2 separate regions of the Drosophila melanogaster genome follow, and region 2 is linked to region 1. Evidence: chromatin contacts called from public Hi-C data. All regions are on one chromosome and are shown on one strand. Each heading gives the region's core, a stretch centred on a gene start, on an enhancer-like site or on the middle of the called end of the contact. The rest is flanking DNA. Distances are from core to core; before and after follow the strand shown. Region 1 holds the start of CG45218. Region 2 holds the start of lncRNA:CR43849 (long non-coding RNA:CR43849).

What was found. A called contact is a pair of places that touch in the nucleus more often than the background predicts.
Region 2: a Hi-C map of the Kc167 cell line shows a contact between it and region 1, with 1.9 times the contacts expected there. The contact joins the promoter of lncRNA:CR43849 here to the promoter of CG45218 in region 1. A contact is called at or near these places in 2 of 107 Hi-C or Micro-C datasets (the Kc167 cell line and eye imaginal disc).

What each region holds. Positions count from the first base shown.
Region 1 is chr3R:15,287,770-15,293,017 of dm6, reverse strand. It overlaps CG45218, which reads left to right and starts at 2,219. Exons shown (of 2, transcript NM_001300407.1): 1 at 2,219-2,516; 2 at 2,571-2,709. The coding sequence starts at 2,375. The coding sequence ends at 2,683. The region is part of intron 3 of Tm1 (Tropomyosin 1); the gene reads right to left.
Region 2 is chr3R:15,665,599-15,670,846 of dm6, reverse strand. It overlaps lncRNA:CR43849 (long non-coding RNA:CR43849), which reads right to left and starts at 2,869. Exons shown (of 2, transcript NR_074016.1): 1 at 2,670-2,869; 2 at 2,171-2,614. It overlaps pxb (pxb,), which reads right to left and starts at 4,664. Exons shown (of 5, transcript NM_001275680.1): 1 at 4,261-4,664.

The sequences.
Region 1 (5,248 bases), core at 970-3,469:
CACTGTGTTAAAGACGATGCTCTCAAGCATAAAATATTTCTTTCTTAAAAATTCCGTTTGTCTATGGGGCCCGTTGAGCGGAGAGAGAGGGGGAGGGAAAGGGCGGAGCGATGGCGTCATATGCTGTAATCTCCGAATTACGAAACTGGCAAGAGGCAAAGCACACAAATCAAAACCAATTTGTCACAATGCGCGCATTGAAATTATCAACGTTCAATTGCAGAAGGGGAAAGTGAGGGGAGGTGAATGATGGAAATAGGGGGGCAAATGAGCGGCAGAGTGACATTGAAAGCATTGTATAGAAATCCGAAAAGAAGCAAATTATGTTTTGTTTTAGTTTTCATTTTCCTCGTTTTTTAAAGGGGGAAGCGAAACGTCAATCACTTGCTGGCAGCGTGGAAAAAAGTCAACGAGGGAGTGAAATCACGCTTTAGAATCTCTTCAAATTTAAAATCAATTCGAATTCGGAACGGAAAAATACAGTGAAGCTTGCTCAGGGCGAACTTCGAGCAGAATAAAGAAGTTTTATTTAACAGTCTTCAACACGAGAATAAAGGGAAGTTCGTGCTATGGAGTTTGAACTGTTCTCAAAGTTATGCTCCCTCAGCAATGACGTCATATGCGCACATGCATACACACACACACACACACACACACACACACGCTTAAAGGAGCCCGCGCACTCAATTGTCTAATTAGAATTGAATTAGGAACAAGGCAGAGCCATCGGGCAAAAAAGCTGGAAAGGCATTAGGAGAATTAAACCACTTATTGATGGCCGTGGCGTAAAAATCATAATTAATCGAATTTAGAACACCGCTAGCTAAACGATGTGGCTTCTTTGCCGGACTTAAAGCCGGTTTTTGTTTTTCTGTTCTTTTTTTGTCGCTGAGAAAGCAGAAAGCTAGAAGGCCAACCGAATCGCTCAATTTTCAAAAGATTTCTTTCCTCCTTTTTGGCCTTATGTAAATGGGAGAGCGACTGCTGACCGTGTGTGTGTTTTATGCTAATGCTCGAGTGTGTGTGTGTGCTGTCAAGCGGGAGATAACACACAATTCGAAAGGTGAATGAATTTGGTCAGCGATAAGAACAGTTAGCCCAAAAATAGAGTTAAGAGGGACGGGGCCGGAACCACCCTGTATCTGAGCCCGAAAATTCGTTCACCACGAAAAGAACAACAGCCAGACTGGAAAAATTCACAAAGAGTAAAAACAACAGCTAAAAGAGAGAGAGCCGTTGGGAGAGCTCAAAAAACAAGAGAGCGCCACCTTTTCATACACATGCGTTGTCCCGCTCCTACACACACGAAAAAGTAAAAGAAAAGAGAGAACGAGAGAGAGAGAGGGGGCGAAAGAAATGCGCTGGACTATCTAGTCTTTTTTCCCGTCATTTAGGTAGGATTTATGCAAAATTCGGAAGACAGGTCACGCAGTCGTTTGTTTGCCCAAACCAAGGGGTAGCAAATTAAGTAAGTGGCTGGTGCTGAGCTTACTTCTTCGCGGCGCACCACCTCCAACTGCAGCCGCTTGTGGAACTCCTCGCACTCGTCTTTATACTTCTCCATCTCCTCTTTGGTCTGGCGCATCTTCTTCTTCAGCACGTCCAAGAGAGTGCCTTGTGGAATGCTGGTCGTCATTTTTGTGGTTTTTTTTTTCTTCTTGGCTTTAGCACAGAGGTTGTGGGTGTTTCTTTCTTTTTAACTTATGTTGACTGGGCACTTGAGCTCGATTTTTTCTTGACTGAAGAAGCACTCTGCCTTTTCGGACAGCACACCAAATTAAATTTTCAATTTGGAATGGAACACACGCACACACAGACCGAAAGGAAAGAGCTCGGTACGCACACACACTCGCACACAGAGTGAACGAACCACCGGTTTTTTCTTCGATAGCTTCAACTTCAACTGCTTTTACCCTGGCTTGGGATTGAACTTAAAGGGCAGTGTTTGATGGCAAAACTGGCAGGCGAATATGCTACGTTTAAATATTGAATATTGCTATTTGGTGGCAAAAACACAAAAACGCAGAGAGAGGCAACGACGACGCGACTGCGACGAGTACGTAACTGGAAATGAATCCATCGAATCGCCCGTCGAAGCGGCGGTGGTGGTTTGTGCGAGCGGGACAACTGCTGCCGCTGCAGCTACTGCCTTCCAGTCTGTCTGTGCTGCCTCGCCTAAAACGGTGCGCGTGTGTGTGCATGGTGACGCGTGTGTGTGCGACTGGAAAACCTGTTAAAAGCCGCTAAAATTCTGTCCATGTCGACATTGTTGTTGTTTTGGCATTAATTAGTGAAGAAATATTTTGGATTTTTGTCATTTCCAGGCAAGTAATATTATGCAAAAATCGGGCATGTAAAATGGTCAGCGAGGAAGATGAGTAAGGCGATTGGGCAGGTGTGTGCGTGCGTGTGTGCCAACGCAACCTCTCCCCCTCCCACTCGTTCCACTAATTGCTTCCACTACGGCAAACGGAAAACACAAAGCCGGCGCTTTATCACGCTTATCAGCAAACAACGTAAGCGCAACGTAATGAGTAATAGCGTTATGCTAACTGCTTTTCTTTGAACAGCTCAACCACCTGTAGCTATAGCCACACATTATTCCCAACTTCCCGGCGATGGCGTAATTGTTTTGATAATGCAAACAATGAGCGCTCGCCCATTTTTAGCCGGGCGACATTGAAGAGAAATTAAAAGTAAATAATAGTGGAAGGTCGTGCCGAGTATCGGCGTTTAATAATTAATTTGTTGGCCAATTTTGGCAAATCGAGCTTGGCCGCGGCACTGCGGCACTGCACTGTTTTATGCTTTGGCCATAAATGGCCGGGTTTTCCTTTTGGCTTTTCAAACTGTGTTGCCTTTTTCAGCGCACTGAGCAAAATTAAAAAAAAAAAATGAAAAAGCACTAATACCATTTAGCGGTCTTATCGGATGCTCTCTTTCTACCACCCGCACAACAGTAGGCGATATAGAGAGTGATAGAGGGGGAGGGCAACAGGTGGCCGGCGAGTACCGTTAGATATTCCAGCAATTGCGTAACTAATTAAACAATTGCCTGCAAATAAACATATTTGCCCAAATTAATGGAATACTTTTAAGATAGAATGCTTGTCTAAATTTTGTTTGGTAAACTCGTAGTTAAAGTTTTTCTATTTCTAGAAACTCACGCACTATTAAAAACATTCAAACAACATTCATAAGCAAATCGATTCTGCCTAGTGAAAGGTGAGAGAAATAAGTGATTTGAACGATGTGGGTCAAGAAATACCGCAGCTTAATCTTTACCTATGGCGAAAAGAATACACGAGGGCCGAGTAAAGACCCTGGGGCCAGCCAAGGGTTAAGGCACAACAAGAAAATCGCGAAAAGACGAAGACGACGACGTAATCGTTTTGCAATGCGAAAAACGACAGCAACAAATTGGAGCAATTGCTAAAAAAAAACCTAACCAAACTTTGGAGTCCCCTTTTCGCAGCACAACAGCAACGACAACAAGGTGGCTTCTTCGCTTAATTTGAAGAATATATAGATTAGTAAGGAATGTGCAAACAACTCCAAGTCTCTCGACCATTAATTACCCGTTTGAGTTGTGTGTTCATGATGTTGTGCAGCTCGTTGCGGATGATGTTGAACTTCATCATGGTGTCCGAACTGAAGATGGATCTGCCAAAGGCGAGTCCCGGATAATCCGCACAACGTCCCTTGTTCCGTCGAGCCTCCCGCTCCGCCACAATCTCGGCCGCCTCGCTGGTGCATCGCAACTTGGACCATTCCGCCGCTTGGTTGTCATCGTCGTCGGCCAGTGCGATGCCCTCATCGATGGCCCCGGCACTGAGATCGGTGGCCAGGCTGTCGCTGCTTTGCTCCATGGGATTGGATCGTTTGCTGCGTTCCTTCTTGCCTGAAGATTTCTTCTTCCGGTCGGATTTCTCAGATTTGTCCGATTTCTCTGACCTTTCACCCTTCTCCCGCTTCTTTTTCTTGCTCTTGGACGTGGTTGTGCCTGCTGGTGGGGCTGCATCCTCAGCTATTAAAGCTGCTGCCGGATTACTGGCCCCCTCATCTTGCACGCTGCTTTCGTCTGTGGGCGTGGGACTGTTGCTGCCCAGGGAATTGGTCACCGATTCACTGAGGGGCAGGCTTAAAGTGCTTCTGCTGGGTGGCAGCACCTCCTCCGTCTGCTGCTGTGGTTGCTCCTCCTCCGGTTGCGTCTCTCCTCTCAGATTGGACAGGGCGCTCTTTGAGTCGCCACGATAGAGTGCGGCCAGAATCTCCTGGACATTGGGCACATTGGGACGGCGAGTGCCCGAGAATCGCGGATGATGCTGGTGGCCACGACGCTTCAGCGAGGCGGGAACTAGACTGGTATTGCTGGCTGTATGGCTGCCAGTGCCACTGGTGCTGGAGTCATCGTGCTCCATGTCGGAATCGCTCCAGAAATCGCTCACTGGCGAGGAACTCCTGCTACGCCGGAGTGTCTCGAACCTTTCGTACAGCTGGGCTAGATACAGTTCGGCCTCCTCATCGCAGTAGTAGAGCAGGTCGTCCAGCAGGTTCAACTGCTCTTCGATGGAACACCAACGGGATGACAGGCCCGAAGATTCCGATTGCGTCCTCGGATTGCGAGTGCTCCTGGTGCCGGCTCGCTTTCTCTGCTGCCTGCTGGACTTCTCCTTCGCCTTATCACTTTTGAACAATTGTTTCTGCTGCCTCTGTTTCGGTTTGGCAACTGTTTTGCCCGACTGCGGCTGCACTTGTGTTTTTTCTGAAAAGTTAAAATGGGTTTTTCTTCGATTGACTATGTTTAGGGTCGTGTTGACCGTGTTGACCACTGCTTCCAATTGGTATTTTGTGTATATTTACAAACTGTTATGTTGCGTTAATTCCTTAATATTTACAAAATGCAATAATTTACTTTAATTTTTGGGTAATTTGTGGCCAAAATTGCTACGTGAATTTTTTTTACTGGAACCAGCTGTTGCTGGATGGGGCAGTGTGACCAGTCTGGAATATGCCGAAAATACCAATTGGCTTGGAAGTGCTGGCAACGGTGCATTTCTTGCTGATCATGTGGAATTTGCATTGCCAACTACATGCGCACTGTCCAAGGCTGACTGCTAGCGCACTTGCAGCTGGTGTGCGCGTGTAGATTTTGGCAATTTGAAATTCGCATTAAAGAATAGATAAACTGTTTACGCTTTTGCTGCGGCTGCTTATCCTGACCGCCACTGGTCAGTAAATGCCGATG
Region 2 (5,248 bases), core at 1,620-4,119, 380 kb before region 1:
TGGCTTCGTTTAATTAGCTGACAGCTCTGGAGAGGAACGGCGAAGAGAGTCTCGATTCGAGGCACTGCAGCCTGATAAGATCTCGACAAAAAATGTATATGTGTGTACACACAGTATCTGTGTGTGTTGTCTTGCAATCAAATGTAAGCCGCTGTTGACATTGGAGATTAAAAGATATTAAAAACGAAGACGACAACGGCCTGAAGCGGCAGGAAACGGGAGGACGGCGACGGAGGAGGAGCTCTTGGATATAAACACAATGACAAACAGACAGTCCGACGGACACACAAAACATGTCAAAGATGAAATGTTGTAAAGAAAATTGAATTGAATTGAATTGAAGTCCGGCGCAGACCAAACTAATAAATAACAAAAGAAATCGTACGAAAATAAAAGTAAAATCGAAATAAAAACGGAAAAGAAATCTCCAAAGACAAGATTGAATTTCAAGAAAATGTACTCAGCAAAACTTAAAGCTTTAGTTACGGCTGGGCTCTCTTGGAAATCGATTGAATTGTCTGGTCTGGGTGATTAACTTGAGCAGACAAAAACTTAAAAAAAAAAAACAACGGCCGAGAATAATGAAATAAATCGTGTTGAAAAAGAGCCAAGTTAAGCAGAGGGAGTCCCGAGAAAACCCAAACGCAAGACAGACAGTCAACGAAATCGATTTGTTTTGAGATTAAGTCGACTGCTCGTATCCCATCCCATTCCATGCCATCCCTATTCCAATCCCAACTCTCTACTCTTCCTCCTTTTCGGCCAAGAAACGGACTTAACTGAAGCGTAAAACGGAAATGTTATGGACAGGCTCAAAAGGAAGCGTAATGGAAATCAAAGTCCTAACCGAATCAGGTGCAGGAGTTCGGTGGGCAATTAGCGTGGGCAACTCGTTTCGATAAGAATGAATGGACCCAAAATCAGAGGCAGGGGCAAAAGCACTTAGATAATTGTCTTAAAGCCGGGCCCACTCGGATAATTGCTTTAAAGCTGGCCATACTTATAGGACAGCTGTCTCTAAGATCGAATAGAATTGGATCGGCTCGGGATTACGAGTTCCCTGCCCCTTCTGATCATAACTCAAACACTTCAAGACCAATTAAAGGGTTTTCCATTTCTTCCCCAAAATGAATGCAATTTCTCCCGTCTTCCTTTCACTTTCTCGCACTTTCAACTCGCAGTTGATTTATTCCGGGAGAACTTCTTTCCACTACTTGACAAAGACAATTGCGGTTCAAGTACAAGAACAGCTGGCTCAAATTTATACACTTTCATAATTGAATTGTTTGATTGGGAAATTGTTAAAATAAAAAGAGAGAGAATGGAAAAAGTAAAATTAGATGGACACAGCCCAAAAGTCAAGCCTCATATCGGGGGTTGCTATATGGCTATGTGGCTATAGGCTATATGGCTCAATTGCAATTGGGTTCGTGTCGGTCAGGTAAGGGAAACGCATTTATTAGCTGCCATGATAAATGTTCTCCGGCATTGGCGACAGGCCTTCGGATTCAAGGCAAAGGATCTCCGAAATCCCTACCGTCTATTGGGTATATTTTCCCTCTCTACTTTTTTTTGTTTTTTTTTTTGACCGCCAGTCTATGTGTAATTTTAATTCGTTTGGGTCGCACGAAGGAAATTGATATGGGTGCGTCGTTGTTGTCTGGCCCATGGAAAGCCAGGCTCAGGTAAGAATTTGTATCTCGCTTTTCTCCTCTGTCGCACTCGTTCTACTTTTGGTCGCTCGGATATTGAGACATTATAGTTAGGGCATTGATATCACAGCGGGGGATTGTCGGACTCGTAAGTGGAACAAATGTGGCAGACAGTTGGAATTATCCTCGGAAATAATGGTTGCGAAATCTTGGAGGGTTTATGAGATTCAGATAAGTACTGTCTAACTGGTGAATGATACTATAATTATGTTTAAACTACTTCAATGTTAATTGCTGTCCTATCAGTAGCTTGTCCAGGATTGTAGTATAAGTCCTGATTTTCCTTGATTTATTCTGCACGCATTTTAAACTACATTAAAGCCGGTTTTTCCCTAGTTTTTCATCTTTAATCTATGGAAATGCCTTAGGGCCTGGCCACACGCACAAATTACTGGGATCTGGGCCCGGATTTTAGCCCCTCAGTTGTGATTTACCCAACCTACGGCAACTTTTGACTTAGTTTACATATCATTTATTATTTGCGAGGGCCAGGGTCCCGAGGTGCCTTGTTTTCCACAAGGTGTAAGTGCTCTACTAACCAAACACAACTTGCCACGCCCCCGAGGCGTTGGGCGAGAAAAATGCGAGGGAAGGAAAAACTTTTAAATAAAGCAAAGATTGGTGGGCAATAGGAGAGGCAAGATGACGGCATGTCACATCAATGTCACTCAGCATTAAGGCTGAAAGAGAAGTGGTGGGAGATGAGGGGAAAATTCATGTCCTGCGAGCACTGCGATAAAGTTTTTTTTTTGTTATTCAGGCTCGCCTCCTCCTTTTTCGCCAGTTCCTCTTCGGCCGCCGGGCAGCTGAGCGTGAAAAACAGCCTCCTGAATTTTCCCCGGCTTTTCTGTGCGCTTTCGCTTTTCCTACGCTTTCCTCTGCTTGGCTGGACTTTGCTGCCGCTATAAATTTACAAGCGTATAACAAATATTTTCCTTTGTGTTTACAATTTCTTACTGCTTAATATTCCTGCGCGAATGTTTTGTTTCTGTCCGCCATATAGCGACTTATTTGCATAAGATACTTTCTGTTTGAGGTCTGAGCGAAGTTTACCTTGTAAGTAGCTTAGGAATTGCCATAAGTTGGCCTATTCAATGAACTTAGTTCTTTGATGCAGACTTGCCGCAGAAAGCAAATAAGATATTTTTAGTCATCGTCTGCACTCAAATATTCATCACTGGCACATCAAGTTTATAAAAAGGCCTATACTTCTTGCTGTGCTCTAGTGCACAGACGACACTTTTACTGAAATTTATGTTTCAACTACAGAGAAAAGTCAGTTGGCTTATAAATTTCAGGGGCACACGCTTGGCATACTAATTAGCCGAGGGATTTCATTCGAAAAAAAAGGCTAAACAGCAAGCGGAAATCCTGTGAAAAAGGGCCGACATGTGTACGACTCAATTCCGAATTAAAATTCATTTTGCCAAACAGGTAGAATGCTTCCCATTCACACGATTCAAATCGATTCAAAATCCAGTACCCAGAATCATTGTGACCGCAAGCAACAGTTCACTTGTCCGAGGACTTTTCGAGCTACCCACGCCACTCCAGATTGAGTTGTTATTATTATTTATATCCATGGCGACCACGATTCCCGTTTAACAACTCATTTAAGACCAGATCTTATCGCGATCCTTCGTACATCTTCTTGTCCGACTTCCCCAGCTCCAGCCATAAGCATAAATTTTATTTTGCGTGAATTTATGAGTTGCGCCGACGACAGGCGGGGTATACTTTACTTATTTACCAAAGGATTTACACGCCAAAGAATTGGGGAAAATAATGAACTTCGACTGGCTGCACTTGTTGCGCGTTTGCTAATAATTTAAACAAATTTACAGAATGGAAAAACACAGCGCTCGAAAATGCAGGTAAACAAAGGTGTCGCCTCAACTAGTATTTGGTTATAATTAAAGGTCCCTCGCAGTCTTTTCTTCTCTTTATTTTCTCGTCTCTTTGGCGGTTTCTACGCTTTGAAGAAGGGAAGAAGCCGCAGCTCCAGCGAAACCCAGAGATGATTTGTTTACATTCTGATGGAGCCGCATGGGTCGCCACAAGAGTTCTGTGCTTTATGGCTTGATAGCAGATAGCTGCACAGCTATCTGCTGTTTCCACAAAAATCACTCATCACTCGGGCGTAACTTTATATGGATAAACATATCTGTTCGATAGACACAACGCACACTTTCGGGGAATTTTGTTTGGAATCGGATATAATCCTTCACTTGCTTATTTGAATAATTCCCCAACTTCCTCCTATAAATCTCGTTTTTTACGGCCTCACTCCGCTGGAATGCCTTTTTTCAGTTCGTTTCAATTAGTAAGCACTGCACTCTGAAGATTAGAAAACTCAACTTTAAAACATACTTTAATGTTGTAATTCCCAAATCAAAGGGAAATTCCGTTGATCTTTGCTAAGAAGATTGTCACTCGCCTACAGAAGCTCAACCCAAAATCGCCAACTAATCCGGTGCGTAAAAGTTTTCAATTTCTCAGCGGCATATCCAGGTTTGATTTTTCATTTTCCATTTCCCTGCCCACTTACCCGCTTTTCTGCTTTTATAGTCCAACGGATATTTGTCAAGTGGTTTGATAAACTGTTTCTGCTTGTCTTTTGCTAGCTAATCAAATCGGTTTCGAGCCAATTGTTAATCCAATGTATTGCTTGCGAATTTCGCTTTGATTTTTGACAACTTTTCGAGTATCACTCAACACAGAATATTTGTGGTATTTGATTTATTATTATTAGTTTGCACGACGCGCGTATCGTTTGCTTGGGATTTGTGGTAAATATTTTCGTTGGTATTTATTTTCGTTTTCAGTAATCCACTAGTGATTCACATATCTTGAAAAAAGTCTCGTATTCCGTTCAGAGTTTTCTTTTCGATTATTGTGGCAACATGCGAGACACTCACGTCCGTTTCCTGCGACGTCGAGTCAAAAACTGAATTCCAAATTCGTTTCGAGCGACTGACGACGGCAGCTACATCTGCAACATGTGCAGCGGCAACAACACGACAGCAACATCGACATCGGTTGCCGCTGCCGAATCCAGAGAGAGAGTTCGGGGAAATGAACTTCCCGAGAGAGAGGATGAACTCATTCGGGCTCGTTCTAATCGGCATTTTCGCACATTTTCGTTGCAGTTGACATTCGCTGGCGCTGGAAAATTGTCCATGTTGCTGGCGAAAGTACAAATAAAATCATAAAAAAATTTACTTTAAATATTGCTTGGCACATTTTTATTTAAAAGTGCACACCTAGCTCTGTCTTTTCCAACCAAAGAATGTTTACGATTTGTTTACCTTGCATTTAAAATCGTATGCCGTTGAACTCTTATGTACATATCCCAAAAGATGTACAATCATGTAGTTTAGCAACCGTTGAAAAGTATTATTTTAATTCCTAATCAATTCCAATTATATTTGAGTGTCACCCAAAAACTTGTATGTATTTGCTATTTGTTCTCGTTTTATTTATCTACCGAGCCCATTAAGACGATTTATGGAAAGTTTCAGGAAAACATAGGTAGT